Regions from separate parts of the Zea mays genome. Here all the other regions are linked to region 4. Evidence: chromatin contacts called from public Hi-C data. All regions are on one chromosome and are shown on one strand. Each heading gives the region's core, a stretch centred on a gene start, on an enhancer-like site or on the middle of the called end of the contact. The rest is flanking DNA. Distances are from core to core; before and after follow the strand shown.

The links. Hi-C and Micro-C count contacts between places; a contact is called where the count stands out from the background.
Region 1: a Hi-C map of leaf shows a contact between it and region 4, with 4 times the contacts expected there. The contact joins the promoter of LOC100277712 here to the promoter of LOC100283662 in region 4. A contact is called at or near these places in 3 of 25 Hi-C or Micro-C datasets (ear, leaf and tassel).
Region 2: a Hi-C map of tassel shows a contact between it and region 4, with 2.5 times the contacts expected there. The contact joins the promoter of LOC100281408 here to the promoter of LOC100283662 in region 4. A contact is called at or near these places in 2 of 25 Hi-C or Micro-C datasets (leaf and tassel).
Region 3: a contact with region 4 is called in a Hi-C map of ear, with 3 times the contacts expected there. The contact joins the enhancer-like site here to the promoter of LOC100283662 in region 4. A contact is called at or near these places in 4 of 25 Hi-C or Micro-C datasets (ear, endosperm, leaf and 1 more).

Annotation. Positions count from the first base shown.
Region 1 is chr3:11,034,054-11,036,874 of Zm-B73-REFERENCE-NAM-5.0, forward strand. It overlaps LOC100277712, which reads left to right and starts at 1,504. Exons shown (of 1, transcript NM_001371599.1): 1 at 1,504-2,281. The coding sequence starts at 1,594. The coding sequence ends at 1,953.
Region 2 is chr3:10,950,974-10,953,703 of Zm-B73-REFERENCE-NAM-5.0, forward strand. LOC100281408 (boron transporter-like protein 2) reads left to right here and starts at 1,362. Exons shown (of 14, transcript NM_001365686.1): 1 at 1,362-1,544.
Region 3 is chr3:11,056,723-11,059,436 of Zm-B73-REFERENCE-NAM-5.0, forward strand. No RefSeq gene overlaps it. Among protein-coding and RNA genes, the nearest start is that of LOC100277712, 23 kb to the left of the region's middle. Within about 2 kb of position 1,334, at least 18 of the 20 cell types and tissues checked have an H3K27ac peak or open chromatin away from gene starts, as enhancers often do. A contact at or near this core is called in ear, endosperm, leaf and 1 more, where this site is marked.
Region 4 is chr3:11,424,186-11,426,885 of Zm-B73-REFERENCE-NAM-5.0, forward strand. LOC100283662 (acyl-protein thioesterase 2) reads left to right here and starts at 1,302. Exons shown (of 9, transcript NM_001156563.2): 1 at 1,302-1,607; 2 at 1,727-1,832; 3 at 2,079-2,115; 4 at 2,439-2,508; 5 at 2,628-2,700. The coding sequence starts at 1,574.

The sequences.
Region 1 (2,821 bases), core at 254-2,753, 390 kb before region 4:
TGCCCTCATCTCTAAAAATACTGATTACAAGACAAATCACCATTATTGCCCCTATTTTTGGACCTATATGTCATCTTTTCTAGCCCCATCTCTTTTCCATCACGCACATACTTGCCAAGGAGGGTGGGGCGGAAGGGGGCGAGCGACGCACGAGGCGTTGGTGTTGGAGTGACCGAGCATCGCACGAGGCTGGTGCATGAGGGGTGATGGGAGGCAGGAGTGCCAGTTCGCGACGGTTAATGGGAGGTGTTGCTGGGGACGTCCACAAGATGGGGGTGGAACCGATCTTTTTTTTCCTCGAACACTACCTAGGAGAGAGTTGTGTAATGGATGGCAATAGGTAATTACCGTATAACTCTTTGACAAATTATAAAATAAAGATTTCTGTAGCACTTTTTTAAGGTTCCACCAAAAAATGTGGAGCTAATAGGTAGATTCACATTTTTGTGGAGTCGGCGATGTTTGATTGAAATAAGTTGGATTGGAGCTGGATTTCCTGCATTAAAGCCGTCCCCAACACCTCGTTAAGAGCATCTCCAATAATGCCTCAAACTAGTGACTAAAATTGAAATATAGGGCTCTACATAGAGAAAACTACTCCAACAGTGTCTTATTTCATAAAATTTTGTCAAAAAACTATATAACACCCTCTCAAGTGACTCAAATATACTACACCGTAGTGGGCTGCCCTATAATCTAGATGTGAAGCTTTACTGTTGGAGCAGGGTGTTTTGTTGGTGCCCTAAATTCTATAAAATATACTTATTTTTAAATTATAAGATATTTTTATAGATCACGTTGTTGGAGATGCTCTTAGTCAGTAGGACGTTGACCGATGTGGCATAGTTTTTTTTTGACAGTATACATTAGCGACACCTTGATTTGGAAATAAAATTTTGATGGGATTAATTTCAAATTTCCTTTTAAAAACGATCTAAAGAGTAAAAAAAAAGGCGGTGTGCCCGCCGCCCGCGTATTTGAAACGGACCCCGAACCCGACGGCAGAGAAGCCGCAGAGCGAGCCACCGTCCCAGCGAAGTTGTCCGAAAAGCAAGAAAAAAGCCGGCCCCATCCCGATCGGCCCAACCCAGGACATGTGTAAGATACTAGGTTATAGTTCTCTGAGCATTAAATATACGTAAAAACCTTGTTATATAATCTAATGTATTTAAGTCTTATATTTTTTTTATAATAGAACCTCTCAAAATACGATTTATTTGTGTTGATTATATGACTAGCTTATTTGTGTTGATTGTATGACTAGAACCGTTTCTAAACTTATAAAACCCCGTCTTTGTTTTTTCATTTAGCCCTTGATAGTTGAAATACATGCTCTAAAAGCGACGGCCCGCGCTCGAGAAAAAGCGCACCGCACGACGCATGCCGCGGCCCCGCTCGCCTGGCCTGCACGAAACCTTATCCACTCGTTGGGCTCGGCCCCTCCGTTCTTGTCGCACGCTTTATAATCCCCCCAGGCCACCACCACCTTTGCAATCCCAATCCCAATCCCAATCCCAATCCACCCGCAGGTCGCAAACTCAACACACAGTCAGCCTCAAACCTCTTTCTCGTCCGAATCCAGAACTTCCATCCATGGCAGTGTCATCAGGGATGGTCTTCTCCGTCCGCCCGCCGGCTCCGGCCCGGCCCTGCGCTTGCTCTGCCACGGCGAGGGCGCGCCCCGTCGGCGACGGCGCCAAGTGGTGGGCGCCGCTGCTGGGGTGGTCCGGGCAGCCGGACTACATCGACGCGCGGCCGGCGTCCGAGGACGAGCCTCTGCCGCGGGGGCCGGCCTCGGCCTCGGCCTCGGCCAGGCGGTTCGGCGTGCTGACGGAGGACAAGGCGCGGCGGCTGCGCGTGCAGATGATGGAGACGGAGAGCTTCCACGACGCCATGTACCACTCCGCCATCGCGTCCCGCCTCGCCTCCGCCGCGCCCGACGCCAGGCCCTAGCCGCCGGCCAGATCGCCGTGGCAGCCCGTGTCTGTACATACGTGCGTGTGCTTGAACCTTTCCAGCTTCCGTCCGTCCTTGTTAAAAAAAAATGAATAGCGTGGCGAGTGCCGGTGTTGCTGCGGAGGAGATGGAGATGGAGATGGAGGAGGGGGACTAGTATTAGGATGGTGTCCCTCCCGACCCGACTCGATCGGCTGCGACCCAGTAGAGATATATGTTCATGTAGCTGTGTACCATTAGTTCTTGCGCTAAATGTTATGGAGTGGTGATGTTTTCGGTTTGACTTGGTAAATTAATACGTATGTGTTTTCCTCTTGTACTGCAACAGCAAACACATCTTCTTTTCGATCCTCTGCAAACTGCCTGCAAAGTACTCAAGGGCATGCTTGGAGTCCTAAAATTTTATTAGAATCACATCCGACCATGTCCTGCATCATTCGTCATCAACACGAAGCGTCAGTGAGAGAGAGAGAGAGAGGCAGAGCTTCCCCAATGGCTGTCGTGTCCCTTTCGGCACGCACCGAAGTCAGCTGTGAATCCTGTCCCCGTCAAGCCTCGCAAGATTTTTCGTCCGAGTCCGAGTGTGTCTGTTATCCCAGTCACGTCGCACATCCGCACCAATCAGGCACGGCAACGCTTCACGCCCCCGTACTGCCAAACCTCCGTCCCTGAAACTGACGTCCGCGTATAAAAACTACTCCGGTGGATTGCCGGTTTGATGCATGGTAACTAATAGTTAAATGACTAAAACATTCAAGTGCAAACTGACTAACTATTAATTGATTTTAACTGGATTAAACTAGCCAATGGACTTCTCTCGTCCTGGTTTATCAGTTCGCTTCGGATTAAAATCGATTCTCTCGTC
Region 2 (2,730 bases), core at 112-2,611, 470 kb before region 4:
ACTTTCTTTTTATTACTAATCTGTTATTCTATTTATACGTTCATTTATACATTTGTTCATTTATACATTTGAAGAGAGATGTGTTAGTAGAGTCACTGGACACCCTGACAACCAAACGATCACAGGGCGCTTAAACCCCACCGGGCAGCACCAGACGGGGAAGAAGTATAGCAAGTTTTGCCCCCATCGGTGGTATGTAACCTGGGTGGCTGTTTCCTGTGCAGCACCAGACTGTGTTGCGTCCCGGTTAGTGCGTGGGAGTTGAAAGCTGGTCCCTTGACCGTAATTTTAAAATTTATCAACGGGGCCGAATGAGATCAACCTAACGGCTAAATTGAACAAAAAAACCGGTGTTGGATGGTAACGCTATTATGACGATGAGGCCGGGTTGGCTTAGAGACGGGGTAGGTGACCGCAACTGGAGATAGATCGGGTCCCTTCGATTAAGTGTGAGAGGAGTTACTATGAACGTTGGCTCACGTGTGACGTAAAATTGTTCGAGTTGACTTTGGTTCGGTCCGAAACGAATGATGTCAACCTAAAGATTGCAATCATTATCGACGTAATAATATTATTTGTTGCTGCAGCTCCAACCCTGCCGTCACAAGAAACTAGTAGTGATGGGCCATGAGCTTCCAAGGTCTGAAGGGAATTTTACGCTCGGCCGCGGGAGGATCGCGTCGTACGTGGACGTGTGTGGTACGTACTTGGACTGCAGGACTGGTGGTGCCGTGGCATTTTCTCGGTGGGTGATAGATAGGCAGTTTTTTGTTGCAGCGACAGGCACCGTCGTACGGGAGACCCCGACCCCGACCTCGGCCTGCACTGCACCCATCTCCCTCCGGGATACGGTGCTGTTGCTAGCCTGTTAGTAGCGGCCCTGAAAGGTGCGGATGTGATATGGCGCGCTTGTGTACGTATCGACCAGAAGGGTGCTCACATGTGTGTGTGTGTGTGAGTACTATGAAACATGGGACGGGAAGCCGTTGACCTTTGGCTCTCCGTCACGGGGCCTCAGCCGCCGCTGCCGGTGCGGTCCGGAGTCCGGACTGCGGCCAGGCCAGGCACAGGCGCGCTCCTCCACGCCACGTGCCGGGTGGACCCCCCCCTGCGGATCGCCAGCGGTGGGCCCCTTCCAAGTGTCACTTGCGGGCGGCTCCACTCGTGAGGCAGCCAAGACGGACAAGGGTCGCACCTGCGGGCTGCGGCCCAGCCCAAACTCGACAGTGAGCGAGACGAGACGCCAGGCAGCATTGATCGAGACTCGAGAGCGCGTCCTCCTCCCTCGCCGCGCTCGGCTGCCTGCCTTGCCTTCTCTTCTCGGCTCACACATAAATACCGGCATCCGGGCGAGACTCTACCTCGACAAAGCCCACGCCGCGCCCTCGCCCTCGCCCTCGCCCCCCTGCCTAGGGCTCCGCGCCGCCCCGAGGAGAGGAGAACGCGCGCGCGCGCGCGCGCGCCATTGCGGATCCAAACGCTCCGCCGCCTCAACTCCCTCGTCAATTCACCTCCGCCGCCGCCGCCGCGCCGCTTCGAACACGGTACGGCTTCGATCTACTGCCCGATCGGGTGGGTTCGGTTCGGTCCATGTGCGCGTTACCTCGTCGCCGGATGCCGCGTCGATGTCTGCAGATTCGGAGAGTTACTCATGGTGTCCCCAGACTGTTCTTCTGGCGTCGCCTCCTCTCCCTCCCTCCCTCTCCCTCCCTCCCTCCCTCTCTCTCTCTCTCTCTCTCTCTCTCTCTCTCTCTCTCTCTCTCTCTCTCTCTCTCTCTCTCTCTCTCTCTCTCTCTCTCTCTCTCTCTCTCTCTCTCTCTCTCTCTCTCTCTCTCTCTCTCTCTCTCTCTCTCTCTCTCTCTCTCTCTCTCTCTCTCTCTCTCTCTCTCTCTCTCTCTCTCTCTCTCTCTCTCTCTCTCTCTCTCTCTCTCTCTCTCTCTCTCTCTCTCTCTCTCTCTCTCTCTCTCTCTCTCTCTCTCTCTCTCTCTCTCTCTCTCTCTCTCTCTCTCTCTCTCTCTCTCTCTCTCTCTCTCTCTCTCTCTCTCTCTCTCTCTCTCTCTCTCTCTCTCTCTCTCTCTCTCTCTCTCTCTCTCTCTCTCTCTCTCTCTCTCTCTCTCTCTCTCTCTCTCTCTCTCTCTCTCTCTCTCTCTCTCTCTCTCTCTCTCTCTCTCTCTCTCTCTCTCTCTCTCTCTCTCTCTCTCTCTCTCTCTCTCTCTCTCTCTCTCTCTCTCTCTCTCTCTCTCTCTCTCTCTCTCTCTCTCTCTCTCTCTCTCTCTCTCTCTCTCTCTCTCTCTCTCTCTCTCTCTCTCTCTCTCTCTCTCTCTCTCTCTCTCTCTCTCTCTCTCTCTCAGCGGTGTGTGTGTGTGTGTGCATGCGTCCATGCATGACGACTGGCTCATGCTTGCACTATGTGTGTATGTGCGTGTTTTTAGAACCAACGCCGGTGTGTGTGGTTTCACTCCGACCATCCGGAGATTGATTTTTTCCCCCCTGGGAGTGGGGGATTTGCAGAGGTTTTCGCGGCTGTCTCCGACGATCGCCTCAGCGATTTTCTGTTTATGTGGTGTTTTTTTAAACGGCTCCAGCATCCGAATCTCGTGCTCCTTGTTTTTCCACTGCTTCTGCTTGTATTCGCTAGAAAATTCGTCGCACACACCCGTGCGTCGCGTGCCTTTTTCTTGTAGAAGTCTTCTTTTACTTATTTGTTTGACCGGTTCTGGACGTGCATCG
Region 3 (2,714 bases), core at 84-2,583, 370 kb before region 4:
TCTTTTTCTCGGAACAGAGACGACAAACCTGAACATATCATTAGCGTGACGATAATAATATACAAAGATATGAATGAGGCCAGCAGCAGCAGGTTTGTCGTGTGCATGCGCAATACCTGCCTGATCGACTGCCCCTGAGGATGACCGTACGTACGTAGGGGCCAGCTGAGGAACACAGACACAGACACAGGGCCCCCATGCAGGCTGCATTGTCTTGGTCGCATTAGGACACGAGATTAAGGGAAGGGTGGGTCTTGGATATGACAGGATGCATCGCCGGCCGGCCGCCTGACGACGAATGCTGATGGGACGACGCTGCGCGCGCTGCTCGATGGATGGACCCGGAGCTCATCGATCGATCGATCGGTTTGCTCTAGCTCAACCCGACCCACGGCGAACGGGTGAATTCCGGCGATGCAGCAGAGGAGAGCACAGCGCTGTCGGTGGATTGATAGACATGTTGAGTAAATTGTTCGTCTCTCTGTTAGTTTAAGCTGCTTGAGTCCAAAACGGAGGCAGGAATGCCGGCGTTGGAAGGTGACAAGCAGGTCGGACTCGACCTCTTGGCACCGAGGTCGCTTGTGCGGTGACGACGCCGATGAGTGCCGTCGTCGATCGGTGACCTCGGGACGTCGGGGGAGGACCACCGCCGGCGACGGTGAAAAGGGAGTCCACGCGTTTACGATGCCGTCCAGCGCGCTCGGCACTGGCCATCGCCGCCAGCTAGCTGCAATGACGTCGTCGTACGTCCTTCGACAACCCGTCCCATACGCTAGATACACGGGTTGGTTCCAAAATTAACCGTGGCCTGGAAAACCCGGACATGGTTGGATGGATCGATGCATGGATTGGTCTCGCTGCATGAATGCATGCATTATTTGGTGGTGTGTGCTGCTAGCTAGCTCGCTTTGGCTGGCAACAGCGAACGGCGCTGGCAGTGGCAGGTACAGAGAACGGGACGGGACGGGATGCAGGCCTGGCCTGCAACCGCCCGTAGGGGCAGCCAAAGCTAGCTAGCTAGCTGCTGACTGACAGGCTACTATCTACTACCTAGTGGCTAGACGTGTTATATGCATGCATTATGTCTGGGGCAGGGGCGCCATATATCATTAGGCACAAATTAAACGGGGCATCTGGCACCGGCAGTGCAATCAGTGGCGGGTCGATCCATCATCAGGCCGCTGTCGACGCGCTGCTTAATTCGATGATTAGGGTTTAGATGCAACGAATGAACGCACTGATGGATGCGCATGCGCCCCTCTCTCTCTCTCTGCGTGGGGACGTGTGTGGACGCCGGGAGAGCAACGCGTCTGCATGCAGGCCGGCAGCAGAGGACCCGTTATTTCCCGATCGGCCGTCAGGGTTTGCTTGCGCAATGGGCCAAAACCACAGCACAGTGATCTACGTGCATGGATCATATCGCTAGATAGATAGATAGCTAGCTAGTAGGTCCCAGCTGATCAACATGCATATATGCATGCATGCATGGAGAGACAGACGTGTGAGTAATCTGCCCTGATGATGGGCATGTGTGAAATGTATTATCCCATTCCAACATCCAGACGATGCATGGTGTGTATATATGTGCATGGTGTGTACTAGTACTGTACTAGAAACAGTTGACAAGAAAAGGCTAGGTTTCCTGCCCTGGAAATGATTTGAAGGGGATTATTAGATACATCAAATCATATATATGTGTGTGTTGCTAGCTGATAACGAATCTTTTTTTAAATTTTAATAAAACAAACAAACAGACCGCATGAAACATGCCCTCGATCGGCTTTGGCTACTCATTTCCAGCCAGCTACAGACTACATACAGTAGTGTTTCCCCCGGCCGGTTGGCGAGCGCCCAGCAGACTGCAGACCTACTCCACTTAATTAAGGTGTGGCTCTGTGGTTGCATGAGACGGACACGGCTCGCACGGCCCATGCAACAGGTGCAGCTCGACCGGCGGTCGTGCTCGCTCGCTCGCCCACGCCACCCACCGGCCACCGCTCCCGCGCGCGCGGTGGTGCGTGGCTGGTGGCTCAGCAGCTCGGCGTCTCCACGTCGTAGCGTTTCGTTCTGTCGTCGTCGTCGCGTCGCATCGATTATCCCGGTCAGGACGTACGGGCTGGACCCGATCGCGCGGCCCCCATGCATCTTTTTACTTTCTCGATGTCTACATCGTGTACGTACGCGTACGTAACGCGTGGGAGCCCCGCGCGGCGGCATGCCGGCATAGTACGTATAGCAGCGCATCCGAAGCAACGCGTTGAATTCGGCTGCAAAAAAAGAGAGAAGAGGCTTGTGTCATTGTGTGTGATTCCGGAGCGTAGCACGTCACACACTGCCATGATCGTCATGTGATGCATCTGCATCTACCGTGCATGTAGGGGGCAACTACTACTATGCAAGCCATTAGGTGTAAGATGGCTCTTGGTTCATTAGATCTAGATACGGCAACCTGGATGCAACCGTGGTTTGGATCGCTACTATCACTATCATCCGCATCCGCATCCGCATTAGCGAGAACCCCATTATGTGTACTTTTTATCTACTGTTAGAAATATGCCTCTTGGTCCGTTAGATCTTGATACGGCAACCGTGCATGCAATCGTGGTTTGGGTCGCTACTTTCACTATCATCCGCGTTAGCGAGAAGTCCATTCTGGGTAGTTTTTTTATCTACTGTTGTGTGCTATTATTCTTTTTTATACAGTAATGTGTTAA
Region 4 (2,700 bases), core at 52-2,551:
CCCACGTTGCACATATACATAGACTAGGATGCGGATCCACGCATTACAATGATGTATAAAACAAAGATAGGTCAATAGTTTGAATTATAGTATATTTGGATCACTTCATGTAGTACTCTATATTTTTTACAAAAATTGAAAATTAGATACTATTGAAGTTGTTTTTTATGAGTCAAGACCTATATTTTAAGATGAGGCGCTGAATTAAGACACGATTGAAGATGCTTTTATGGTAGTGTGACATTCTCTTTGTTAAGGATGTTTCCATGTATGTCATCTATATTTATATTTGTATCTATGTTTTTTATCGTTTTTTTTAAAAATATTTCTTTCTCTATATTTCCTTTCTATTTACACTTTTGAGGCTCGTCCCGTAGCACTACATAAAGTGCAAATAAATAGAAAATTAGTAATAGAGTCTAAATTTTACATTATAAGATTTAAGAATCGGATAAAATTAGAATCGGATCATATTTTTATTTATTTTTTGAACTATAAATTATTTAGCGCCCTACTATTTATAAATAATCATTTGGATCACGATCCATTACCATTCCTACGTAACACACGGTGCCCAACGTAGCCTCGTTAAAACATCTTCAACAACTCCTTAAAAATAGAGGAATTAGGATCTCTCTGAAACTTTAAATCCTAAAAAAATGTTACTGCTTCAACAACTCCCACCCAGTCGACATAGCAACGCGTGCAGGAAAATAAGGGCTATAGATAAGTTACTGTTGGACGTGATTTTTTTCATTTTTTCTTTCTCTAAAACATTAATTAGGGCTAAAACTTAATTAAGGAGCTATTCGATATGCCAAGCACGCCTCTAGCCGTCCCCAAAATAGCTCAGTCCCGAATCGAACAACCTACCCGGCTACCCCACCACGAAAGGTCTCCCGCACAAGTCACAACAGAACAACCTACCCCCACAAGCAGAAGGATCCGGGCGGCCACCGAGAGTCACTGGAAGAAGCTCGTCCGGCGCCCCGCGACGAGACGACGGCCTCCTCCTCCGCTCCGCTGAAGAACGACCTCCCCGCTGACAGGTTCGCGAATCGCAATCTCCTTCCCTCCTTCCCTCTCTCTTCTCCCCCAAGGCCCCAACTGGGTCGACCGCTTTTCCGAACCCGTGCGGCCAGTTACTGTTCCCATCTTATTCTTTTGGTGCGTGCCTGGCTGCCTGCCTGCCACCGCCATCACCACCACGCGCGGCTCATGTGGCGTGGCGCAGAGGCGGAGCGCTCCGCAGAGGCGCAGAGAGAGGTGGCGTCTGCCTTGCTGCGCTGCGGGTCTGCGGTCTCCTGCAGATTCCCGCACCCACAAGGCCAGAGGCGACCCACCAGCGCCACCCAAAAAAGGCGCACCCCTTTCCGCCGCCCAAATCTCCCTTTACCCCGATCCCCAAGCCCCGCCGCTGCTCCCTCGTACGCACGTACGCACCGCGTCGCCCTTTATCTGCTCCCGAGGGCCGCTGGTCGGCTGCTGAATCGTCGCCGTTGTTGCTGGGACTGCAGCGTTGGCGGGCCTTGTAGCGAGGAGGGGGTGCGGAGGCGCCGCGACTGTTCGCGGGATGAGCTTCGGCGGCAGCAGCTCCCTCGCATCAGGTGCGCCTTGGTTTTGTCGCTGTTGTGGCTTCGTTGGTGATTGGTGGGCGCGGTCTCTGTTTTACGGCGTTGGGGGAGGTGGGATTGAGTGTAAAGGAATGAATATGCATTGGATGCAGGTGCGAAGAGGCCGTTCGAGTACGGGAGAACGCATGTGGTGAGGCCCAAGGGCACGCACAAGGCCACCATTGTCTGGCTCCATGGACTTGGGGACAATGGAGCCAGGTATAGAACCCGCCTGCTCAACTCACCTGTACTTCTGAATGGTATGCTGGTGGAGTTTGGTGTGCTTAGATTATAGATGATGAAGTAATGGACAGTATGTCAATAAGCTCGGTACCTTCTCCAGATGTTATGAACTAACTGTACACTGTGGTAGGCTGGATTGTTGCTTCCTCGAACGATAGTCATGTCCTGTATTATATAATTCGAAGCTACTGTCATTAATGATGTATTTGTGTTACATTGCAGCTGGTCTCAACTACTGGAAACTCTTCCCCTTCCTAATGTAAGTTAGGACATAGATTCGAAATATGCAATGTTTTAATTTCTTATGGTGGTTTAGGCCCTGTTTGGAATCTCTAGAAGTAATAGTTAGCTACTAAAAATTATTTGTTGGGTTCCAAACACCCTCAGCTAATACCACAACTAATTGTTAGCTATGAGATAGCTAACAATTAGTTCATTAGCTGACTCTAACCCAGCTGATAATTTATTAGCTAGCTAGCTATTAGCTCTAGGGGTTCCAAACAGGGGCTTAAAGCTTAATCTCACACCTTGTTGCTCAAATCCAATACGATATTTCTTCCTGTATATCTTTGCTGTGCTCAGATAAAATGGATATGCCCCACTGCACCTTCAAGACCCGTGTCAGTGTTTGGCGGGTTCCCCTCCACAGCATGTAGGTTTATTGTTATCTACATGTTTCTCCCTGCTTCTTGAGAATGTTTCAGATCCTTTCATCATTATCTGTCTTATACGTATTGCATGTTTACTGCTGTGCCCTTTATGGATTTGCAGGGTTTGATGTTGCTGATCTTTCTGAGGATGCTCCTGATGACATTGAGGGAATCGATGCCTCAGCAGCACATGT